Regions from separate parts of the Mus musculus genome. Here region 2 is linked to region 1. The links are chromatin contacts, called in public Hi-C maps. All regions are on one chromosome and are shown on one strand. The core of a region is the stretch at or near the end of the contact, and the rest is flanking DNA. Distances in the headings are between cores, read along the strand shown.

Region 1 (4,544 bases), core at 1,826-4,325:
TCTCATTTATGAAAAAAAATGTTTATGGAACAGCTAGAATGTTCTAACTGCACAGGCTATGGTGTAAGGTCTTAAAATGTAGCTGGAGAGACAGGACCAGCTAGGAGAAACCCGAGCCAATGCTGAGACTATAGGTAATCAACTCATAGCCTCTCTATGCATGAATGTATGTACATACATTCTAGGACATGAATGTCTGTGAAATTAGGGAAAACTAGGTGAGGGGTAGATACCCAGGAGACAAAGCATGCCCGAGAAAGATGCACACCAAAGGCAGAGGTTGTGATGCGCTGGGCCTCTTCCTGTAACCTGCTTCAATGAGTCCTTCCTTATCCTTAGTGGCCCTCACATGCTCCCAAAGCAACATGGCCTCTGTGATGATGACATGCACCACTCCCTGCCTGAGGACAGATATCATATCTGTCTTCTGCTGTTCTACTTCCAGTGTGCAGCAGCAATCCCCACATGGAGGGTGCGCAGAGCACTCTGTGGAACCTTGTCAAAAGACGGGAATAAGAAGCAAGTGAAAGGTGGATCTGGGTAGAGGAGAGCCCCTCACCCTGGGAGGCAAGCTGTAAAACTGAAGAAGCCTCGTAACAGAGAACCCATGGCTATATTTGGGAGAAATTAAGGGTTTGTTTTTTTTTTTTGTTTTTTTTTTTTGTTTTTTTTGCAGTAGGGAGCAGGGAGCCAATGATAGCCTATCTTGAATTTAAGTTTCATTTATGCACTTATTTGTTACTGTTATTATTATTATCATTATCATTATTATTATTGTGTGTGTATTTGTGTGTGTGTTGTGTATATGGGGATGCCCACGAGGCCAGAAGAGGATATCAGATTTCCTGGAGCTACAATACAGATAGTCATGAGCTACCCAGTGTAGGTGCTAGGAACCAAACCCAGATCCTCTTGAAAAGCAGCAAGTGCTTTTAGCCCACAAAGCCATCAGTAGCCCATGGTGGCTTCAAACTCATGATCTTGCCTTAACCTCTCAAGTGCCAGGATTACAAGCTTGTCCCATCAACCCAGCTTTAATTACTAAATTGACTGAATATTCTTTTCCATAAATCAATCATTTAATATCTCCCTCCATTTCTCTCGCCTCCCTTTCTCTCCCCACTTCCCCTCCCCCTCAGACCCAGAACAATTATTTCCTTCTAGACCATTCAGAAGTCTACTGTGGGCCTACTACAAAGTGCCACCTCAGGTCCACAAATGAGATTCTCCAATTTCACAGTGTGAAATAGCCATAGCTCTCAAAGCCTATTGATTTTTTTATGGTCTACTCCTCTGGTGACAAAATCTACGAATGGGGATGACTGGCCGCTGTGTTTCTTACTCAGCAGAACATTCCTGAGTTTGCTGAAGAAACACTGGAGGTGCTTGACTCTGGTGTGATACTGGACCCCATTCAGAGAAGCGGTCTGCTACCAAGAACACATGCTGTGGGCTCTTCTGAAGTCCAAGACGGTCTGGACTCAGAATCACATACAGGCAGAGAGGTTCGGGGTTGTATTCTGTGTTGATAGCCTTGTAATCATCAGGCAGTCCCCAAGGTACCCAAGCATTTGGAGTAGCTCAGGCTCACCGTGTCCACTCTGTGATGCTCTATTCCTGGTACTCTTGTTCCATACAGTTCCCATGAACACCATGTCAGCATGGAGAAGTATACATGCCTTGCCACATTGTTCATATCAAGCAATCAGGGCATGGCATTGCTTAGTGTGTGTTTCTATTTAGAGACATCTGGCTTTCACTGTTGATTCACTAGCATGGAGTTCATAGCTAGCAGGACTACAACATGCCCGAATAAAGCTTTTTAACAGATATATTTTTTTCTGCAAAGTGCATCACAGCATTCTTGTACTTAGAAACATGATAGAGCATTTTGCTAATATGCTTCTGTCCATTTTATATAGTCAAATCAACAGATAGCCCATAAATATATGAAAAACGTACAATATCCTTCACCATCAGGGAAATACAAATTAAAAGTCCACCGAGATTCTATCCAACCTCAGTCATCATGAAAATAAGCGCCAGCAAGGGTCCAGATGTGATCTAGCAGTACCACTCGGAGGTGCACACTCATCCCCACAGCGCAGAGACACCTATACATTCATGTGCATCACAGCACTGTCCACACAGCATAGACATGTATGGCTTAGGTGCCCACTGACAGGTGAATGGCAGATAGAGAAAATGTGGTGTCTGATTTAGCCATCAGGATGAGTGAAATTCTATCATTAGCAGGGAAAAAAGGTTATAGCTGGAACTGACGCATAACGGGCCAGATTCATAACTATTGCATTTTTTCTTATATATGGACTCTAGATAGAAAAGTCTTTGGGGCTGGGTCTTAGATTAGTGGTAGAGTCACACCCGTATACAAATGTGTATATAATATGACTGTAGATGGGTTCTTAGGGAGGGCAGAGCAGAACAGAGAAAACAATAGGGGTGACTCTGAGCAAAGTGCACGAGAGTGTGAGAGGGCCCATAGCTTCAGTCATTATTATCCACTCGTGTGTGTGTGTGTGTGTGCAAAGTGCACGGCAGTATGAGAGGGCCCATAGCTTCAGAAAGTATTATGATGCACGTGGGGGGGGGGGGAGAAGGGAAAGGGGAGGGGGAGAGGAGAAGTGGAGAGGGGGAGGGAGAGACAGAAAGGGTGAGAGAGGGAGAGAGGGAGAGGGGGAGAGGGGAGGAGGAGGAAAGGGAGAGGGGAGGGGGAGAGGAAGAGGGGATGGAGGGGGAGGGGAGGGGGGAGGGAGAGGGAGAGGGAGGAGATAGCTCAAGGGTACTTGCTTGGCATGGAGGCCCAGGGTTCAATCCCCAGTACTGTTCACCACCCACCCACAAACATAAAGAGCAAATGAAAGAGACCCTCAGTGTAGCACAGGACAAAATAAAATATAAACAAAAATAGAAAACCAAATCACCAAGAAAACACACAAAAGGAAATTAAGAGTGGAAAGAAACACAGACTGAGATGGATGTCTGTTTACTGAATGAAAACTCAAATGGAGAGATGTATTATAGCCTCAGTTTGGAACTGAGATACTGAGGGTGACTCAGCTCCGTGCCACCCCTGCGGAGCTGTGAAAGATTACAAGGGCTGATTTTAGGGCTACAGGCATGTCTGGAAGAGGGGTAGACTCAGAAATGTGGATTCCGTGCATCCTGAAGACTGACCATCTTTCTCTCCTACCACTGAAGAACTGGCACATGCATGATGGGGAGGGGTGTGGGTGGCAGACGGTACCTCAGACATTGTTGTCATGGCTGTGGTGACAGACACCTCCGTTGCGTTCCCCCCAGGATCGCCCACAGGCTTCACCTCTTCCCGCTTGGTTTTGTACTGCACACGGGAGAAAAACAGGCACACAAAGTAAAAAAGGAGACTTTTTTTTTTCAGCATCCAAGGCTCTACCACACGGATGTTATTTTAGCCAAATAACTGACACCCAAGGGTTCTACTGATGGCGCTTCTTTCTGTTGCTTCCAGCTTTTGTGGCTCCTCCCCAGAAGGCATTGGGACTAATTGGGATCTAAAAATCCAAACTCCCGACTCCCTCAACTGCCATTCAGTAATACCAGACCGTTCTCATGCTTTCATGGCAGGGGAAATGGATGGAGAAATACTGTGAAAGCAAGCAGGATTTATCTGTAGGCGCTCCCACAGCCAGGGAGATTCCTGTCAATCATTTTTAGTTTTTATAAACTGATCATTTTTCATCTGGAAAAATAACCTTAGTGCTTTGATAAAAATAGTCAAGATGACTAATACATTCCGAGAAAGGTGTAACTGGGTGGCTGTGCCCAAATCAGCAGTTCCTCCAGCTATTCAGTGAGAGAGAGAGAAAGAGAGAGAGAGAGAGAGAGAGTTCTGTTGAATCTCTCCCTTCAGCCCTGTTTGGTTCTGTGAGGCTTCAATCATGGTGGATTGAGAAAAAGCCACTATAGTATGATACTAGAAAGAACTGCCCCCCACACAGAATCTCTGCCAATTCTGAACTCTACAAATGGCTACTGTGGCTGAGCTCCAGAGGCACCTCATAAATAGAGGTGGTTCTGTTTCTGGTGGGGGCTGTGGAGAGCAATGTGATTGCCAGTTTTATTGGTATATATAGAGGTCTCTGTCCATGTAATTTATGCAAATAAATACAGCAGTTTGTGAGCGACTCAGCTGTTTTAAGGAGCCCAGATTAACAGAAAAGGAATTTTCAGTGGAGCAAAGACAATGGTGAACATTCATGAAAAAAGACATCTGATACACCCATGCCTTTCCTGCAGAACACTAGCACTGGGCATCTACTGGTTAAGGACAAGACCCAGTTCTGGATGGGCTGGCCACCATGTTAGACATAGAAGGTCACCTAGAGAGGCATGGGAAGAAGAGATGGAGAGCTCTTCTCTCCATTGCTTTGCATGTGCAGAGAGTCTGAGTTCTTTATAAATATAACATGGCTCTCCAAAATACAAATAAATAAAGTAGAACATGGTGGCTGGTTCTTGCTTTTCTCTGTCTGAGGGAGAGT
Region 2 (3,887 bases), core at 1,225-3,724, 460 kb before region 1:
TTGCAGGAGAAGGAAGTTAGCAAGCAGGTGCTTAGTCAATACTGACATCACAGCTGAAAAGCACCCTAAAGAGAAACAGCTACAAGTTTCCTGCTCATCAGCTGTGCGGTTATTTACATACAGCCTAGGAAGGCTAAAGCCCACACCCTCATCACTATTCCCCAGGGCTTCCCCAGTCAAGCTTCTCTTGGGATGCTATGAAATGCTTGGGCTGCGCCACATGAAGCTTCATCTGATTCAGGTTACACTCTGAGATGTACCGGCGGCCCCTGCTCGGAATAGTCTTCCTTGGCTACAGCATCATTTAAAAAAAAAAAAGCCTATCAAATTAATAAGATGAAATCACAGTAATGATTAAAAGTGTCAGTAATAGTAAAACGGGTGCATACACTAGGTTACCTAACTTGTATTATGAGTTGTGCTTCCTGGAGTCACCTCCACTTCAGGGCTGTGTAATTGGAGACATCTCGCTCAAGTAACTTGTGGAAGCTTACGTGTTCAGGAAAGGATACAAGTGGGAGTGAAACCCGGAACGATGCCCCAGTGTCTGCTACACAGCGGCCACACAGGTGGACTGTCAGGTGAGCGTCCTCATCCACTGCCATCAATCACAGTGTGTGGATTTTAAGGCCTTGACTTACTACTGTATGCCCCAGCCATTCTACCCCTACTACCCAAGACAACTGACAACATGCTCACAAAACTAGCAATGTTCTTCATACTAGACTAAATAGAATCATGCAAATGTCCATCGGTCTCAATGGACACACAAAATGCCTTATAGTCATACACTGGACTACTATTTAGTCCCAACAAGAAATGGAGCCATAATCCATGCTATAGTTTACCTGTTTAATTTTTCTTTCCATTTAACATGTATTTACTCTCTGTGTGCGCAAGTGCACACTCATACGTGGAACAGTTAGGGATGTCAGAAGACAGCTAACAATAATGGGTTCTTCCCTTCCACTATGTGGAGCCCAGAAATAGAACTGGGTCTCAGGGTGGTAAGCATGTTTACCCACTGAGCCATCTCACCAGCCCCTACTATAGCTTAGATACACACACACACACACACACACACACACACACACACACACTAGTGTTAAAGTAAAAGAAGTCAGCTCGGCATGGTGGTGCACGCCTTTAATCCCAGCACTTGGGAGACAGAGGCAGGCAAATTTCTGAGTTCGAGGCCAGCCTGGTCTACAGAGTGAGTTCCAGGACAGCCAGGGCTACACAGAGAAACCCTGTCTCAAACAACAACAGCATCAACAACAACAACAAAAAAAAAATAACAAAAACAAAAGAAGTCCGTTTCATTTATACGAACTATCTAGAATATGTAAGTCTTTGAAAAGGTAGAACATAGATTAAGATGGGGTCTCTAGGGTGACTGCATGTGACATTATCCATAAAGATAGGTTCTATAGATTGACTGAGAAAAACAGCTCATGATGAGGGAAGGATCTGGTGAGGTCTCGCACACACAGTGCAAATGTTAACCACTTCTGCTCCCAGTCTTCTGGGCGGAAAACACATTCTAAATCTTTCTCTTTGAAGCTACAACCCTGTGTGTTTAACATTCTTGGTTCCCACAGTGTTTATCTGAAGGTACAACGACCTCTGTTCCTCGTACAGGTTACAGAGCTGGGAACAGAACGGAGACAAGTTTAGTCTGCACGTATAGACACTACTTCCTACCTTAGGGATGGGCTACTTGTTTCTCTCCAAAAGCATTTACTCCTAGCAACACCCATCTCCTCCCACAAATAGAACTAAATAAAGATTCTGTTGCAATTTTCCCATCCAAGTAATGTTTGGAATGAGGGATCTAAAAGTCAGAATAAGGAACACTGGAACTAAAAACATCTATACAAGCCTGCGAGGCTAGATATGCCTGGAAGAGGCTAGATTGCCTTCTCTAAGGTGTGGAGCCAACACATGCTAATGCAGAGCCCTTCCTAAAGGTTGTGATTCACATACTATTTCCCCAACCGGTTACATAGTAAGTGCTAATGGGTCCAGTGTTTCCTAGTGAAGTTCGGAGTTGTACTATAGACAGACAATTCTGGTAGGAGTACGAAATATGGAAAACGCATAGGGAAATACGGAAATTCTGGTCACTGTCTGCTTTTGTTCCCTGGTTACCTTTAAGCGAGATTTGGTGATGGGTTTTGTTGTTGTTTTTGTTTTGTTTTTGAGGCACCGGACTCCGAGGACTTGAAACATTTCCACGCTGCTTCCTTGGGCCTTCCCTCAAAATCACGCACCTTACAAGACCATGCAGGTTGGAATTTGCGGTTCTGTCCCGCCCCGCCCACCTCCCGGCTCCAGGCGCCTGCACCGGAAGAACACCCCAGGCCTCCGCGGGCACCCGAGCGCTTAAGGGAGCCAAAGGCCACGCTGATTGGTTGAAGCTCGTGATCCACTGTCATAGCCAACCAATCCTGGGGCTCTGCCGAAGCAAGGTACTGTCCCTGCGCTGATCGCTCTGGAGCTCTGGCTAGAGGCCTCTGCTGCGGTCACCGTCCCCGCACCGTGTCGCGTGAGTGTTTCGGGTCACAGACACCTGGGAGGGAGGGGTCGGCTCCGTCGCACGGTCCCGCACAGCTGCAGCTCTGGCTGGGCAGGGAAGGCCAGGGCTCTGGGTTCTTGCTGATGCCTCCGAGGCTGACAGGTATTGCCAACCCAGTTCTGTGAGTGTGATCTCTCTGTACCATTGTCACCAAGTTGGGACAAGACTGCAGAGTGCAATGGACAGGAAAATGGAATTCCTTTAGGGAAATACCTATATGACGCTAAACTGGCTCAACAGAGCGAGAGTGGAAACAAAACAAAACACCCCCAGAGGTTATGTGCTTCCTGCTAGGGGACTTGGTTTGGAAGAGTTATTGAGAATGATAGTGATGTTGTGACTAGCCAAAAATTCTGGTACTAAATCAGGGAAGAAATCTGGATGACAGAAATCGTGTAGAATTTCTTTCCTTCTAAATGGAATCCAGGTTCCAAGGATGACCAGGGAAAGTCTGTCTGGGATCTGTACAATCAGGACACCCTTCCCAACACGCCTTTCCAGAGTAATTTGAATCATGGCCTCTTGGAACAGGAGACACGCCTGCCTCCCCATCCTCAACCCAAAACAAACAAACAAACAAAAATCCAGGAGCAGCCTGGACTCACATCTGTATCCTCCATCCTATAGGACATGGTGGTTGTCTGTGTTGCCTGTAATAAGTCAGTTTGGGGCCACGCTTACTTATCGCTGATAATATCGTGTCTCTGGGAGAGAGACATTTGGAGGTATTTGGGACATCCTAAGGAAAGAGTGCAACATGGCTTTGTTAGGTATGGTCAGAAGAGGTTGGAAACACTGTTCAAGGGTGAAGTTACAGGGTGTGGCATGCTCATTGGCAGGTGAGATCTCCAGAGGGACACTCCTGTTTGCCTTCTATATTTAACCGTGTACCTGAGATTTCCCCCGACACATCCAAAGTCCAAGTCCAAGAGAGCAAGGCCCAGAAGGAGGTAAGCCTAAATCCTAGCTAGCTTTTCAAAGTGTTTCTCTTCTCTTCTCTAGACGATTGACTGAAAGATTGTCCGACCACTTCAAGGGATGGAGAGCTAACCCCCTTAGGCCAAGGGACTGAGGGGAGAGTGTGTGTGTGTGTGTGTGTGTACTAGAAAACAGTCGGTTTCTTTGAAGATGTTTGAAGATGCTTGCAGCAGATGTAAAAATTCAACCGTCTGCTCCGACATGCAAAAGAAAACTAAAGGATGTTGAGCAGCCTGACAAGGTTGATCTTCTGTCAAGCATTCCTTATTTTGTGCAATTATTTGTGTGAAATAGAAGCCACAGAGACTATCATGATGGATGATAACACTTC

Evidence for each region. Hi-C and Micro-C count contacts between places; a contact is called where the count stands out from the background.
Region 2: a contact with region 1 is called in a Hi-C map of cerebral cortex, with 2.7 times the contacts expected there. A contact is called at or near these places in 5 of 39 promoter capture datasets (the 3T3-L1 cell line, cranial neural crest, embryonic stem cells and 1 more), 2 of 484 Hi-C or Micro-C datasets (cerebral cortex and nephron progenitors), 9 of 130 datasets of targeted methods (the NIH/3T3 cell line, T-cell acute lymphoblastic leukemia, astrocytes and 4 more) and 1 of 9 other capture datasets (adipose tissue).

The regions. Positions count from the first base shown.
Region 1 is chr19:28,896,327-28,900,870 of GRCm38.p6, reverse strand. Slc1a1 (solute carrier family 1 (neuronal/epithelial high affinity glutamate transporter, system Xag), member 1) reads right to left here. Exons shown (of 12, transcript NM_009199.3): 6 at 3,269-3,364. Among named protein-coding and RNA genes, the nearest start is that of Gm52404, 52 kb to the right of the region's middle.
Region 2 is chr19:29,360,458-29,364,344 of GRCm38.p6, reverse strand. It overlaps Plgrkt (plasminogen receptor, C-terminal lysine transmembrane protein), which reads left to right and starts at 2,474. Exons shown (of 6, transcript NM_026362.2): 1 at 2,474-2,548; 2 at 3,418-3,528. It also overlaps a transcript of Cd274 not described here.